Regions from separate parts of the Sus scrofa genome. Here all the other regions are linked to region 1. Evidence: chromatin contacts called from public Hi-C data. All regions are on one chromosome and are shown on one strand. The core of a region is the stretch at or near the end of the contact, and the rest is flanking DNA. Distances in the headings are between cores, read along the strand shown. Region 1 holds the start of LOC100524475 (transducin-like enhancer protein 1). Region 2 overlaps SPATA31D1 (spermatogenesis-associated protein 31D1). Region 3 overlaps LOC100524475 (transducin-like enhancer protein 1).

What was found. Hi-C and Micro-C count contacts between places; a contact is called where the count stands out from the background.
Region 2: a Hi-C map of brain shows a contact between it and region 1, with 3 times the contacts expected there. The contact joins the enhancer-like site here to the promoter of LOC100524475 in region 1. A contact is called at or near these places in 1 of 5 promoter capture datasets (fetal skeletal muscle) and 7 of 47 Hi-C or Micro-C datasets (brain, embryonic fibroblasts, fetal heart ventricle and 4 more).
Region 3: a Hi-C map of skeletal muscle shows a contact between it and region 1, with 3 times the contacts expected there. The contact joins the enhancer-like site here to the promoter of LOC100524475 in region 1. A contact is called at or near these places in 1 of 5 promoter capture datasets (liver), 6 of 47 Hi-C or Micro-C datasets (embryonic fibroblasts, liver, omental adipose tissue and 2 more) and 1 of 2 datasets of contacts at active chromatin or transcription factors (skeletal muscle).

What each region holds. Positions count from the first base shown.
Region 1 is chr1:234,367,544-234,372,595 of Sscrofa11.1, forward strand. It overlaps LOC100524475 (transducin-like enhancer protein 1), which reads right to left and starts at 3,112. Exons shown (of 20, transcript XM_003480540.4): 1 at 1,751-3,112; 2 at 886-986. The coding sequence starts at 1,774. SPATA31D1 (spermatogenesis-associated protein 31D1) reads left to right here and starts at 3,423. Exons shown (of 7, transcript XM_005660180.3): 1 at 3,423-3,541.
Region 2 is chr1:234,477,539-234,482,590 of Sscrofa11.1, forward strand. The region is part of intron 2 of SPATA31D1 (spermatogenesis-associated protein 31D1); the gene reads left to right. Among named protein-coding and RNA genes, the nearest start is that of SPATA31D1, 110 kb to the left of the region's middle. Within about 2 kb of position 2,438, at least 13 of the 83 cell types and tissues checked have an H3K27ac peak or open chromatin away from gene starts, as enhancers often do. A contact at or near this core is called in brain, where this site is marked.
Region 3 is chr1:234,279,286-234,284,337 of Sscrofa11.1, forward strand. It overlaps LOC100524475 (transducin-like enhancer protein 1), which reads right to left. Exons shown (of 20, transcript XM_003480540.4): 17 at 2,435-2,582; 18 at 583-733. Among named protein-coding and RNA genes, the nearest start is that of SPATA31D1, 89 kb to the right of the region's middle. Within about 2 kb of position 3,051, at least 29 of the 83 cell types and tissues checked have an H3K27ac peak or open chromatin away from gene starts, as enhancers often do. A contact at or near this core is called in embryonic fibroblasts, liver and skeletal muscle, where this site is marked.

The DNA.
Region 1 (5,052 bases), core at 1,862-4,361:
GGTGTGGGCAGGTATGCGTCAAGCTCTAGAGATTATTATCTTCAAGTAGACAAAATGTCAATAATCAGAAAGCCCCTGACAAAATAAGAAAATTCACACCCAAGTATCTGTGTGCTTTTGCTCAAGCACAGCAAACATAAAACCTGTCATTACACAGTCATTTCTTAGCTCTAATCACCTAAGACTTCATAGAAACAAAGGAAGAAACTAACATTTCTGCAAAGTCCACTATGGACAGAGTGCCTCACAAATAGTTTTCATTTATAAATTTTCTGAAGCAGGTCTCTTCATTAGATAAAGAGACTAAAGCTGAGATGGACATAAATGGGACTCAAATCCCTTGTGCTACCCAATGCAACCCACAATGAGGCCAAAGCAGGTGAGCTTTACCCTACACATATCCACACCCTCACTAATGATAGGAACAGCTAAAAGCAGCTACCTTTCCATAACGGACTTTGTCTCAAAGAACCCAATTCTAGTATGGCAAACAGCGATTTCAACACCGGCTCTGCCTCCCTGAACCTGCACTCCAGAGCTGGGGCATCGATTGAACCAAGATTTCAGCTCAGCCTGTTGCAAAATAAATAAATGAAGTGCAAATATTGACAGTTCTCATGCAACTCCTAAATACACGAAAAAAGGCTCCCTGGAACAGCAGCAAACGGGCAAAAGGGAAACAATGGGAGGAGGAGGAGACAAGAGAAGAGGCGGCCCAGGAACAGCCAGGAAAGTGGGTAATGTGAATGACAGGTCTTAACTGCGACTCCACACGCCACCGCCTGGACGCAAGTACTAAGTACAGCCACCGCCGACACTGGGATGGGCGACCAGGGGCAGGGCGCTGCCGGGGCGACCACTCACCGGGCACGGACGGACACGCACCTGTGATACTGAGCCTGCAGGAACTGAAACTCCTCTTTAATCCGGTCCAGGGACTCCGGGATAGTGAACTTGAAGGGCTGGCCTGCAGCCTGGTGCGGCGTCTAGAGACGACCAGGGGGACCGAGGGACCGGGGATGCGGGCGGAGGGATAAAGAAGTAAGTCAGAGGACGAAAGAGTGGGTGGGACATAAACAAAAAATGAAGTTAGAAGTGGAAGAAACCGGAGCTACGGACTCGAGTTTGCCCTTCACTATGGGCAGGGGGAAGGTGGACCTCCCCAGATCCGATGCTTCTAAAATGGCTTGGAGCCTCTTCTAGCCTCCAGGACGAATCGCGTTAAGTGCGAAAGGGTCACCTGGTTGAAGGGATAGGGGCTCCCTGGCGGGCGGCCGAGAACTGGGCCAGACTGTCGCTGTCGCCGCCGGCCCCTCCTTCACGGGGGCGATAATGACCCCAGGGACCAGAGAAGAGAAACAACTCTTCCCGTTCCCAGAGCCGCCGGGGCCACCTCCAGCATTGCTGGAAAGGGGGCCGCATTGACATGTAAATAGGCAAGACGAGAAACAAAGGTGGGGGCGCCCTACTCGCCTCTGGGAAGGGGGAGGATGTGTCTGCTGGAAAGAAACCCCAGTCTCTCCGGGCGCCCCCACCCGCCCAGTCTAGACCTCAAGTAGGAGGGGGCACAGAGCAAACGGGGAAATTTAGAGTTTCAGCCCACTCCCCAACCCAGGAGAGGAGGGCCCTCGACCTCCCAAGCCAGGGGTTCGGCCAGAATGCAGCACCCACCCATCTCCTTACCACACAGCAAGAGCGCCTACCACCCCTCACCCCCTGTCCCCCACTCAGCCAGCCAGCCGCGCCTCACCGGGTGCCGGCTCTGTGGGAACATCGCTCTGGCGGCGGCCGCGGCTCCGTTCCCGGGCAACTCAATTCTCCGCTCAATTTCCAACTTTAATCCCGCCGAGGAAAATTAAGCTGAGAAGCCGGGCAGTAGCGGGAAGTGCGGGGGGCGCGCTGGCCACGCACGCAGGCGCGCTCCGCTGGGCGCAGAGGCCACTCGGCGCCCAGCAGCTCCTGTTCCCGCCGGTGCGGGCTCCCACCTTCAGGGCCACATCACAGGGCACCCCGGGCCCCGCTGCACCTAGAACCTGCGGGGCGCCGCCGGCGCCCGGGGCCGCACTCCAAATCGCGAGCCTGGGCCGCCGGGACGAGGAGGTGGGGGCGCGGTGACTCGCTGCGCTCCCCTCAGCGATCCGCGTGTGCCGCACCCGTCCCGGGCAAACAAATCCAGGCGGGTTGCTCTCCACCGTTCTTCTCCCGGTCCGCCTCCTAGCCGGGTTTTCCCCGCGGCGCCAGCAGCCGGGGAGGTGCAGGTGGCAAGCGCCCCCGCTAACCCCACAAAACAAATGTGACGACGTTCACAGCCGACCCCTGCAGGTCCGGGAGGCGCCCAAGACCGGGCGCTCGCAGGGTCCCTGGAGGCGGCGAGGGGCGAGGTCCGGGCCCCGGGGGAGGCTCCGTGTCCGGCGCTCCGCAGGCTTAACCCGAGCGGAGGAGCGCGGGATGACGACGAGGTGGGCAAAGTGTGGAGGGCGCGCCGGGAGGCGTCTCGGCACGCCCCGTGCGGGCCGCTCTTGCTGTTTTCCGCGGTTGTACAAACCCTCTTGGCCCGACGGGACTACTCGGCGGAGAGTAGTCCCGCAGCCTTCCGCTGCTCCTCGACCCCTGGGCGCATCCGAGCAACACGGCCCGTGCACACTCGCCGCACACGGCCCGCCCGGCCACTCCGGACCCCTTCTTCCGATCCTCTCCGTCAGCCCTCTTTCTTTCCTTCTCTTCGTCTACCTCTCCGCAAAGGGCGCTCCAGCCCGCTCCAAAGTTCTCTCACGACCCGGGGAACGACATCCACTCGATGGTAGGGAAAAGCGCAAGAGTGCGCTCCGACGCTTGGCCTCCTTCCCCAGCAGGCAAACTCCGTGGGCGAGTCCGGAGTAATCGCCAAGGGCCAGCGAAGGTCCGGGCTGGTGGCGAGGGAGCCGCCCGGCCGTGCGAGGGTGGGGGTAGCGCAGTCGGCTGCCTCAGGGACGCGGGGCAGAGGGTGCCCGCCGCCGCTGCTGCTGCTCCTGCAGCCGCCGCCGCCACCGCCGCCGCCGCCGCCGCCGCCCGCGCCTCTCGCGCCGGTTACATTAACACGCGGTTTCACACTCCGGAGCTAACCAGCGCCGGCCCCGCCCAGCCCTGCGCGGGCGGGGGCGAGAGCGAGGAGCTGGCGGGGTACGTGGGCCCGGCGAGTGGAGAGGGGGGAGCGGGAAGGCCCGTGTCAGCCAATCGCATGCGCCAGACCCAACGTGGGGTGGTGACGCGACACCTCCCCAGAGCCTATGGCAGCGCGGCACCGGACGGGCTGTCTCCCCTTCTCCCTCCTTTCTCTCCCGCCCCGCTTGCTTCCCTCTCCGCCGTCTCCCCCGTCTCTCCTCCCATCCACCCCCACCTCCCCTCCGCCAGCCGCGTCCTCCCGGGCTCGGCGAGGAACTGTTCCTGAAGGAGCCGCGGGACGCCGAAACCAGCCAATGGAAAGCGGCGAGACGCGAAGATTGGCACCGGGGATGGGAAGGTCGGAGAGAAGGAGAGCGGCGGGGCCGGGCTGTCAGTCAAAGTAACGTGGGGCAAGCAAGGGAACGCGCGGGAGCGCGCAAGCGGGAGGGACAGGCCAACGTGCAGCGGTCGAAGCTGGGGGCTCGAATTTGCAAAAATGCTGCCCACTTGTCACTTTTCCCTTTAATGAAAATCTTTAGATCTCAGTGAAACTCAGAGACTAACCCCGTAGGTTCTTATGAGGGAGAAGGGGTGCTTTTTGGTAGTTCGAGCCAAAGGAATCTTTCGGTGCTTGTCCCCTGTTTGATGCTACTATTGAAAGTGAGGTCACATTCAAAAATTTCTCTGAGGATTGTTTTTCCTCGAGCTGCCTTTTGGCGGATGCAGGAGAAGTGGACTGTGCACTTGGTGGAAAATGCGTACATGAGCAACTCATTGGCTGGCGTACATACAGCAGCCGCCTAAGACTAGGCTTTTAATGCCCACGCCCCCTTTGCACCCAAGGTGGTAGGAGTTGGTTTTTATTAGAAAATTTCAAACCACCTTGCAAAAAGATCGGGCTGCCTTGATTTGGCGGGAAGGAACCCAGGGTAAGGCACGCGCGTCGTAGTCTCAGATGCGATATTTTGCCCGCGGCGCGAAATTTCGGTTCTTCTGTTAAAAGTCCAGATTTCGCTGTGTTGGGAGATAGAGAGCTGCTCAGACTTCTAGGGGCTTCTCAGCAACATGACCACGAGTCTGTTTCCAATTAGTAGAAACAAAGAGAGAGAGTGTGTGGGATAAACAGCATCTAGACCTGAAAAACCTGTCCTGCCCACCCCACCTCCATAGTTCGGATGGTACCCCCACCCCCGCCCCTCTGGCCGGCTGAGCTGTGTAAGGCATTGATTGGGAAGCTTTGGATAAATGACCTGGCTAAAATTCTTATGAGGTGGAACTTGACTTAAAAGGGATTCCAAAAATTTAAATAGACAAGGCAAAATGTATAAATCTCCAGTTTGGATCTGTTTTTCTAAATACACCACATAGCAAATACACCACATAGCAGAAAATCTTATATATTGCTGCATTTATTTGAGTTATTTCCACGTGATTGGTAAGTGAATAATGCCGTTTTAGCCAAATGGTGGTGAATTCTTCCATAAGAAAGACACATCTTTGACAAGCATTTATCTTAGGTTGGAACGTACTGAATTTTTTGGTGTTAATTGCCCCAATGTTCCCATTATTTTACCTTCAAGAGAGTTATGGAAAGGCATTTATTAATCAGAAATAACGTTCTATTTTGAGATTTGCTTTTACGGAGAACTTTTTCTGGAAATATTAAAAGAATCATTTTAGACAATACATTTCAATGGTGGAGTTCTTAAAAATGTTTAATATTGATTTGTCTATAATTGGATCAATCTCAAATATCAATTATAAATGAAAAATTAAAGGAGCGATTTTAGGCAGTCTGTATAAGGTCATAGTAATTCTCCAACAAGTTCAGCATTGTGGCTTTGCCATGTTCTCATTAAGTGAGGTTGGAGAGTGGTTCCTATTATTCATTTTTCTAACTTGGAAAATCAA
Region 2 (5,052 bases), core at 1,188-3,687, 110 kb after region 1:
GCTTGATTTGACAAGACTTTCTCATGCTATTTTAGGGCCTTAATTTTCTGTGAAGTTCTGTCAAGTGCTCATCAAGCACCCACTTATCTCTGTATCTTAACCTGGCAGCCAATCACAAGGTTGCCTAACAGAACAGCTACTGAGTGCCAGCCCATTAATATTCGTGTCACGTGACTGTCCAAGGAGAGAAACCAATCAATGGCTGATTAACATTCAGGTCACATGACTCCCGAGGAGAGTAAATGAGTTACACAGTAAGACATCAAACAAATTTTCATCTTGAAAGAGTGATTGCTTTTTCTGCTGCTGTGATGTTTGTCAAATTCGCTCTAGCCTTGTCCAATTAAGCTCCATGAGCTGAATTAATAATGAAGAGATGTAAGCACTGTGCCAGCATGAGAGCTGTGAGCGGTGCCATGGAATAAGAACTGCTAAAAAAAAATTTTTCGTAAAATGATTGAAAAATCACATCTGGATAACGGGAATAATTGCTTTTGCAATCTTGATGCTGTTTTGTACTCTCCAGTGCAAAGTGTGAACTGGAGTATGCTGGGATATGGTACTTGTTTTACGTTGTACTTCAAAGATAGATGTGGTTTGGGGCTTAGCATGATTTTAAAGGCATTACCCAAATACATTTTAATTGTATTATTGTTTGTCACCCTAATATGGAATTTTATTTGCACACTCAATTATGTTCTGAGGCCTTCTAAAGATAGGATCTCTCAAGATTTTTACACTATCTGTAGAAGGGAAGGAGATTATTCTGTAGTCTCACATCCTGTGAAAGAAAGGACGAAACCAAGTACTTTAGAGAGAATTTATGTGTATTTATGTGTCTGCTGTTTCTTATATTAACATTCACAGGTCAGTAAATTAAATTCACTGAAGTCTGTCAAAACACACAGGTGAACCGAATGAGAATTTCAGAAAAGGAAGATGCTCTCCTATTGCTGAAAGCCAATGACAGCTTTCTTATAGTTGCAGAGAAAGTTCTATTCCATCACAAAGTCAATAGTATTTCAGCACAGATGCACTACTAAATTCAGGTGACATGTTTAGAATAGAGACCCTCAGACTAATAAACCTTTTATTCCTTCCCTGAAGGGAGTGAGTCTTGACTAATGGTTTATTGGAATTATCAAAGAGTGTCAAATCCCACTTACTAAGTTCCAGCATGAAATTAGCCAAATTCCCCAAAGGCCTTTCTAAAACAATATAGTCAAATAAAAGGTGTTGGGCGTGCTGGAAAAAAGTGTTAAAACCAGTTACTTGGAAGTGATGAGAAATAAATCTAACTGTAGGCAGGAGGCAATGTTTATGTGTACAGTTAATAACTTTCTTAATAGGACTTCTTGGCTTGGTGATTCTCGTCTGGGGAGGAAAGTGAGGTGTGGAACACAGGGCAGGCGTAGGGCCATAAGTCAATTCCCAGCACTGTTAGTCAAGGATGGAAATTGCAAAGAGAAAAGCAATGAATTTAAAAGCCCCAGCAAGCGGAGAGAATGGAAGGAGAGATGTGCTGTTCTAGGGCAGGAGGTGGATGGGAGTGATTGAGAATCCAGGTTGGACCATCCTAATGGAAGGAAAAACCCACTTAGTCCTCAGGACAAGGAACTCCACCAGTTCCCCAAGAGTGATTCCTTTCTGACAGTTCCTTACTCAGAAAATAATGTTACTGTTCATACTGTTACTTAGAAAATAATGTTACTGTTCATAACGTCTCAGGGTGAGGGAGGCCCCAGAGGGGACATATTATAGAAATGTTTTTTGTTTTGCTTTTTTAAAAGCAGAAGTAGAGATTCCCAACCACAAGGCTCAAATTGAATTTCAGATACCTGTGAAAACAGCTGCTCTGAGTTTGTGTGAAAAAGACTGGTGGTACTCAAGGTAATGTAAGTTTAACTGATACTCTTTTCCTGAATATTTTACCCATGACTTGCTCTGCAGCACACTGGCAGCCTGGAGCTCTGCTTACATTCAACCCACATGCAGTGGAGCTGTTTCCTACAAGCACCCCCACTTCCTGACACTTGAGAGCCATGCAATGGAAGGCAGCTTGGTGGCTGTAGAAGGCCCCGAATAAAAGCGTATTCCACTTTCTGCATAACTTTACATAATTAATAGTTTTCCATGCAAACTATTGTTTGCCTTAATTGTTGTTCCAACAGCTGTTTTCATTAAATTGTAAAGCCCGCTGTGTCTAATCCTTTGAGCCCACTATTGATAACAAGAACAGCTCTGAAGCTTGCTCTAAAGGAAGAGTTTGTTCCCTGCCAAGCTGGAAAACCGTCCTGAAGTTACTTGAAAAATAAGGCCTACAGTGGGACTGGTTGTGTAGCTAATCCATTAGGCTTTTCAAAAGAGCCATGCTCTGTACCCTCATGGCTAAATTGACCCAACAACCAATCAATGCCTTTATTTGCTGCGTGGCTGCCCCTGAAGGGTCTTAGAGCTGGTCCAACTCGTAATCAAAGCCTCCATCAGTACCAGGGCCCTGATGACATAAATGGCCAAACTTTCAACGCGGCTGGCCCCGGTCCAGTCACACCATTTTGAAGATACAAAGAGGCTGTGTTGCTCGGTGGAATTCATTTTCTTGTTTACTTCCTCCAGAAACAAGAGCATCATCAGCACGCTCAGTGCATCGGATCAGACCGCGGAGTTGTTGACAGAAGCTTGGCGAGGCTTGCCAGCTTTCCACACGAAATGCTGGCTTTCTTCTCACACACCCCCTACCGTTTGTGTCTCTGCCAATTGTAGCACATCAGAGCGGCCATTGAGATAATGACCGTGAAGTCTCATGATACACTTTGATGAAGTGTAACATTTTTTAAAGGATTTTTGTCTGTGCCAAAATGATCGAGGCAGCTGACTAAAAATCGCCCCATCAAAATCAAGGCTGATTGATGAACAGCAGGCGGAGGCATGAGCCTCCCCAGAGAAGATGGGGGGGGGGAGACAGATTTTGCAGCCAAAGTGTCTTTCTTTCCGTGTCTATGTACAGCACAGATTCCTTTATTTTAAAAGTCATCTTTGTTTCAGATGACTTTACGTCAGTGGCGGATGCTTCAGCCTCCAACCTTCTTAAATTCTTTTTTTTTCAATCAACCCCCAGAAGATACAACGAGTGATTCCTTTCTGACAGTTCCTCACTAACGACTTCGAAAATAACATTGTTGTTAATAACTTGGCGTTGGGCACACTGGACATTTCAGGGCAGCACAGAGGTTTTCGGTCAGAGGCTGACCCTGGTGTCATGTTCAGGTACATCTGAATTTCTCTTGTTTAGCTGGAATTGAGAGTCTGATACACAGAAGTGGTTCTGAGCCAGTGAAAGCCCAAATCAAGCTGGTGTTAAAAACCAAAATTCAACCAAGCAAATTTTTAAAATCTTACTGACTTTATTCAACAATCCATGAATCCAGCAGCATCTCGTCTAGCAGACAGGAAGGAGCTCAAAGGAGCTGTACTCAGTGAAGGACTTCTGTATGCAGACAGGAGCAGGAACAAGGAAGTTACGGGAGCAGAGAGTGAACTGGTTGTGACCAGGCCACTTTCCTTTAGAGGGTGGCAGCAGTCTGTCAGGCAGATGACCTCACCAGTGCCAATTAGGCAATTCCTGATTGACTCGTTTAAGATTCCATCTCTGGGAGAGGCTCAAACTGTAATAAGTATTCGTTTGGTGATGTGGGGCTTAGCACAAACCACTTCATTCTGAGCCTGTTGTCTGTTTTTAACACCAGTAACAACATATACAAAGACTGTGACCTTCTTTGGGAGAAAAATCATATTGTTTAATTTACCTCCCAGACCATCATGACTGTCATTTATAGAATACTTGCCATCACCCAGGGATTGTGTATCAGGTGATTAAAGCATTCACAGAGGAGTTCCCGTCGTGGCTCAGTGGTTAACGAATCCGACTAGGAACCATGAGGTTTCGGGTTCGGTCCCTGGCCTTGCTCAGTGGGTTAAGGATCTGGTGTTGCCGTGAGCTGTGGTGTAGGTCGCAGATGTGGCTCGGATCCCGCTCCTGCATTGCTGTGGCTGTGGCGTAGGCTGGTGGCTACGGTTCTGATTAGACCGCTAGCCTGGGAACCTCCGTGTGCCGCGGGAGCAGCCCTAGAAAAGGTGAAAAGGCAAAACATAAATAAATAAATAAAGTATTCACAGAGAGTGAGAATGTTCACATGGAGTCTGTGATCTTCACCACTCTGTTTACTACCACCGTTTTAGATGAGGATACTAAGGTCCAGATGAGGAACCTGAGGCTTGGAGATGGTGAATAACTTTGCCAAGCCCGGAAAAGTGGGGAAGGCAGGATAGGACCTGTGTACTTGGTCACAAGATGTGTTCCGTCTGCCTCTCTGGTTGACTGCTTCTGATAGAGCTCATTAAACAGCGCTCCGTGGGAGAAGAGGAAGCAATTTGTGGTTGAATTTGTAAAGGCAATGAATAAAAGGGATTTACCTCTCAGCTTTTCAAGAGGACATTCGCTACATGACATCCTCTGATACCAGTTTAACCAGCGTTTGCTCAGAAACTGGGTTTGAGTGTGAGTGAAGCTGCAGTGAGGTTTTGGCTAACCTCCACCTGTCTGTGGCTTACCTTCTCATTCCAGGTCACAGCACAGGACAGGTCCTACCCTCGCGAGGAAGTGTGGTTGCTGAGCTCTAGGACTTCTCAGAATGTCACAATTCAATAGACACCTGTGCTGAAGCAAGTGCAAAAACCACAAGTGCAAAAGAGGGTTACAGTTCAGTTACCTTGACAATCTTTGTTTCTGCTTGGGGAGCAAGAATGCATGTCAGAGTGGAGTGGAGGGCTGTAAACTGGGGAAGAGTGAGAGTAAAGGAAGTCAGGGGTAGCTGAATAATGATAAAAAACAATGGTGTTTGAATGTGCAAATAAGATCCCCTTGGGCTTCTTTTAAATGTCTTCATACTGTTTCTCTAAGTACAGTCAAATAAAAGGTGACAAAAGCTCAGACAACAGAACAAAGGCACCGAGCTAATTTTGTGCACACATTGCAAGGAATAAACTGCAGGG
Region 3 (5,052 bases), core at 1,801-4,300, 88 kb before region 1:
ACCAGGAAGGATGAGATGACAAATCTAAGTAAAATAGCAGACAGGATATATGGAACATAGAATGTGGTTAACATGTGATAGCTACTCATCCATCCATCCATCCATCCATCTCGGGAACAAATATTTAACTCCCCATGAACTTCCTCCCTCATTATCTTCACTGAAGAGTATAATGGCCTGGGTGCAGCTAAACATTTCCTTCTCTGACCACGGGTTCCTCATTCTGGCCAGTCCATTGCCACCTCCTCTGCTCCTGTTCCCTTCTCCTCCAACATCCCACCCACCCCTCTCAGACTGGTAACTAAGTGCCCCCCACCCACACCCTTGACTCTCCCCACTAAAAACAAACATGTGTCAAAACCCTGTATTAGGCAATTTTATTGCCTGCTGACTTTTCTCAAATTAGGGAAACAGACTGAAACCGACATCGCTATGCTCTGAGGGACATTTTAAGACAATAGAATTATTGCATCCAGCTGCTCAGAGAACATTTTTTCCAGATATGATCTCCACTGTATTTTTGTAGAAGTATTTTCCATTCAGGCCATCAGCATCCTCCGGTTTCCTTTCAGTTGAACTCACCACAATAAGCAAATTTTAGGGACAGCACACAGCTCTCATGGAGATGCAGCTGGTACTTGTCGGGTTTGTTCACGTGGAGAACTTCCACGTTGCTGCTCTCCATGCCCACAGCCAGCCATTCTCCGGTTGGGCAATAACCAAGGGAGAATATCTATAAGAAGCAGAAGAGGCTCGCTGAGTGTTTTGCCCAATGAACTTAGGAAGTGACCAGACAAAAAAAAAGGGAGGAAAACTAGCAGGAACAGGATGGGGAGTTCCTGTCGTGGCTCAGCGGTAATGAACCCAACTAGTATCCACGAGGATGTGGGTTCCATCCCTGGTCTCACTCAGTGGGTTAAAGATCCGGCACTGCCGTGACCTGTGGTTTAGGTCACAGACACAGCTTGCTTGGATCCACGGTTGCTGTAGCGGTGGCATAGGCTGGCAGCTGCAGCTCCAATTCGACCCCTAACCTGGGAACTTCCATATGCTGCAAGATACAGCACTAAAAAGCAAAAAACAAAACAAAAAGCCAAAAAAACAAAAACAAACAAAAAAAAACACCCCACAAAAAACAGGAGGATGGAACAAGCAAACTTCAAACTGTGTGGTAAAGTCTATGGGATAAGCAACCCAATCTAGATAAGGCAAGTGCTGATCACCTTTATGAAATAATTAGAAGGAATAAAGAAAACATATATGTATGACTGGGTCACTTTGCTGTACAGAAGAAATTGGCACAGCCTTGTAAATCAACTATACTTTGCTTTTAAAACTACAAGACAAAATGAATAAATAAAAAATAATTAAGAAATTATTCTTCGTAACACTACTCATGTATTTTGTTTGAAAAGACTCCTTGTCTTTTACTGACACTATCAGAACTATGTAGGGACAAAACAATATGATGTCTGGGGTTTACTTTAAAATAATCCACTGTTTGGGGGCAGGGAAAACCAATGAGACAGGACTGGTCATGTGCTAGTAACTGTTGAAGCTGGGTGATGGGCATATGGGATTTGTGGTTTGGACTTTTACATATGCTTAAACATTTTCTGCTCTCATATATATTTGAAATTCTCCACGAGAAGTTAAAAAAAAAAAAAGGGCAGACCAAAAATAGGATCTTACCCATAACAGGAACAGGGCTGGAACACGAGAGACTCAACAAAATTTTGACAGGGCCATGAAATTTAGTTGCATGTATAGTTGCTTTCCATTTCTGTCCTATTTTTCTGAGTGGAATTACTTTTATTACCCCCAAAAAAGTAAGGAAATAAGCGATGATAAAAAGAACAATTCCACCATCAGAAAGCACTTAAAATGGCATGCCCTGTCTTTCCCCAAACAGGCCTAGAGTCAGACATTCAACATGTAAATCATCTCCACAATCCACAATCAAAGTTACCATTTTTATGCCATTTCAAAACTCCATAAATCTGGGCAGGCATGAGCCCAGTTTTTAAGGGATGAGTAATAAGACGGGCATCCACTGAGATGCCTGATGTATGTGAAATAAATTAACTCTCAGAGCTATCATGATTATCACTGCATATTTTTCAAGGTCCATTTCGATGTGGACCAAATCATCATCTCATCTCTCAACCCCATGTTAGATGGTGAGAAGATGGACAGCAGATCAGACCCTGTATGTTCTTCCAGGCGCAGATTCCTGAAGCAAACTCATATACCACTAAAACAACCCACAGGTTGTTTAAACCACAGCAATTTTAAAACACTGTAAGCATTTGGGGGTGATTTCTGGGGTCTGTGTGTATGTATCTCAAATTAGAGCCCAGACTGTTTGTCTGGCTACTACTGTGCTGGGGATGGGAGGGGGGAGGTGGCTGCACAGGGAAGAACAAGCCCACACCTGGGAGGTGAAGTCGTGCTGCTGCAGCTGCCGCCCTTCACGCAGGTCCCAGGACCGGACTGTGTTGTCCAAGCCGCCCGTCCAGAGCTTGGTGCCATCGTTAGAAATGTCAATACAGCTGGCCCCGTCCGTGTGGCCCTGGAATTGCCTGATAAAACAAACCAGATTGAATAACGATTTCCTGCCAGGGCTCAGGGTAAACACTGTTGTGTTGTTGGTTTTGGACCTGCCGAGCATGTGTCATCTCCTCAGTGTCTGCTGATGTGCAAGATCAGACCAACCTTCCCCTGAGGAGGAGAGGAAACAGCACCTGCAGATTTTCTTCTTTTTTCAGGATCCAAGTGCTGAAGAAACTGAATGCCGTTTTAGGTCACCACACAGGAGAAGTTAAATACGCTCCTAGAGCTATTCTTACAAATTCGTCTGGAACGAAAAATTCCTCCCAGGTCTGGAAAAGTGTTTAAGTGTGAAAAGACGGGGGGAGGGAAAAAGGCAAACACACAGAATCCCAAGTGTATTCCTCCCAGAAAGAGGCAGGCTTGGCCTTTAACCGCGTGGGCCTGAATCACCACATTACCAGCTCAGGGCCCAGAAGCACTCCTGTCTCCATGAGTGAATAACACAGCGATGCCCTTCCTGCCAACAAAGCATGAGCTCATGTATTTACTCAACCTCGCTTTCTCTACTAGAAAGAGACCCGCATTAGGAAATGTGGACTCGCAGAGACAAAGGGGCATGCCGGCCTCCTGACTCAGAGGCGCAGAGCAGAGACGGAGCTGATTGCTGGGACCGGCCTCTGGCACAGCGTGGCCTCGAAGCTGAGCACAAGGCTGTTGTTCTCTTAAAGAGGATCCTTGTGCTTTGGTCAAAAACCACCACCCAGAACAAGCGACCAACCAGGATCTGCCGGGCGCAGGTGCTCTGCCAGGTCCCAGGTGGGGCTTGCTGGGGGCAGGGGGAGGTAAGCCACCACAGGGCCAGAAGGTTGGGGGTCATGAGTCTGGTCTGGTCCATGCCAAGAGGGAGCTGGCAGGGGAGAGCCGGGAACCAGAGAGAGGTGTTCGGAGGCCTGAAGAGGACGGCAAAGCAGGCAGCATCCAGGAGTACTTCGTGGGAACCTCAACACCCAGAGAAAAGTTTCCAGTGCCTCCCCTTCCTGTTACCTTCTCACAGAGCGGCAATCTTGAAAGCTGAGTCCAAAATTTAAAGGGCATGGAGGGTAAGACAAGAGCAACCCCAGTGCCCTGAATTCAGAGATAAGATGTGAACTGCCACATCAAAAACAGCCCCTCTGGAGCTCCCATAGTGGTATAGTGGAAATGAATCTGACTAGGATCCTTGAGGACCCAGGTTCAATCCCTGGCCTCACTCAGTGGGTTAAGGATCCAGGGTTTCCGTGAGCTGTGGTATAGGTCACAGACACAGCTCAGATCTGGTGTTGCTGTGGTTGTGGTGTAGGCCAGTGGCTACAGCTCCAATTTGACCCCTAGCCTGGGAACCTCCATATGCTGGGAGTGTGGCCCTAAAAAAAGCAAAAAAAAAAAAAAAAAAAGTCACCTCTGAAAACCATTCAGAACTTCCACCTGGTCCTCTCCTCCATGCACCCAACTCTCCTTCTGAGGCTTCCCCTCTGGTCCCCCAGGCCTGGAGTAGCCGCACACTCCCCCCACCCGTTTCCAAACTGCTGCTTTTCTGCCTTCAAATAGCGTTTGAAACCCAGGGACCTCCCTCTTCATTTCATCTTCCGAATTCCTTTTACCTCTGGAACTCAGGAAATACTTTGATTCCTTGAATATAGAAATTTTTCTCTGCTGACTTAAGCACCCGGTGGGTATTTCTCCATCCCTGTATCCACCTATCTCGGTGCTGTCCTCAGGCTCCTCTGGGTCACAGCAGATGCAAGATATTAAGGGAGTTCTTGTCGTAGCTCAGCAGTAACAAACTCAAGTGGTATCTGGGAGGGTGTGGGTTCCATCCCTGGCCTTGCTCAGTGGGTTAAGGATCTGGTGTTGCCTCGAGCTGTGGTGTAGGTCGAAGATGCAGATCAGATCTGGCATTGCTGTGGCTGTGGTGCAGGCCGGCAGCTACAGCTCTGATTCGACCACTAACCTGGGAACTTCCATATGCTGTGGGTGTGGTCCTAAAAAGACAAAAAAAAAAAAAAAAAAAAAAAAAACAGTAGACTCTGCATTGCCCTGTCATGTCACACAAAGTAGCCACTAGCCACGTGTGGCTAGTCCAAACTGAGATTTGTGAAGCAGGACTCTGTCATAGCCATCAGGTATTGAGACCCTGGCGGTCAGCAAAGAGAGAAGTTCAGAGCACACCCAATGGAGATGGGTGCCTGGGCCCTATCACAGCTCCTCCATGATAAAATCAGGATAACAGCAATGAAGAAGCAACTAGGGTTAAAGAGATTAACATTTGAAAAAAGCACTCTGAATTAATATTTTGGAAGTGGTTTTATTAAATTAAAAAAAAAAGAAAGAAAAGAAAAATCGCCCAACACTTGCTAGGCTCAAAGTTTGAAAAGGCTGTTGGCTCTGGCTCCATCTGTCCATCTGTCCATTTTGCTCATTCTAAGTTGCCCAGTGAGCAACAAGAAAAATAACTCCTGC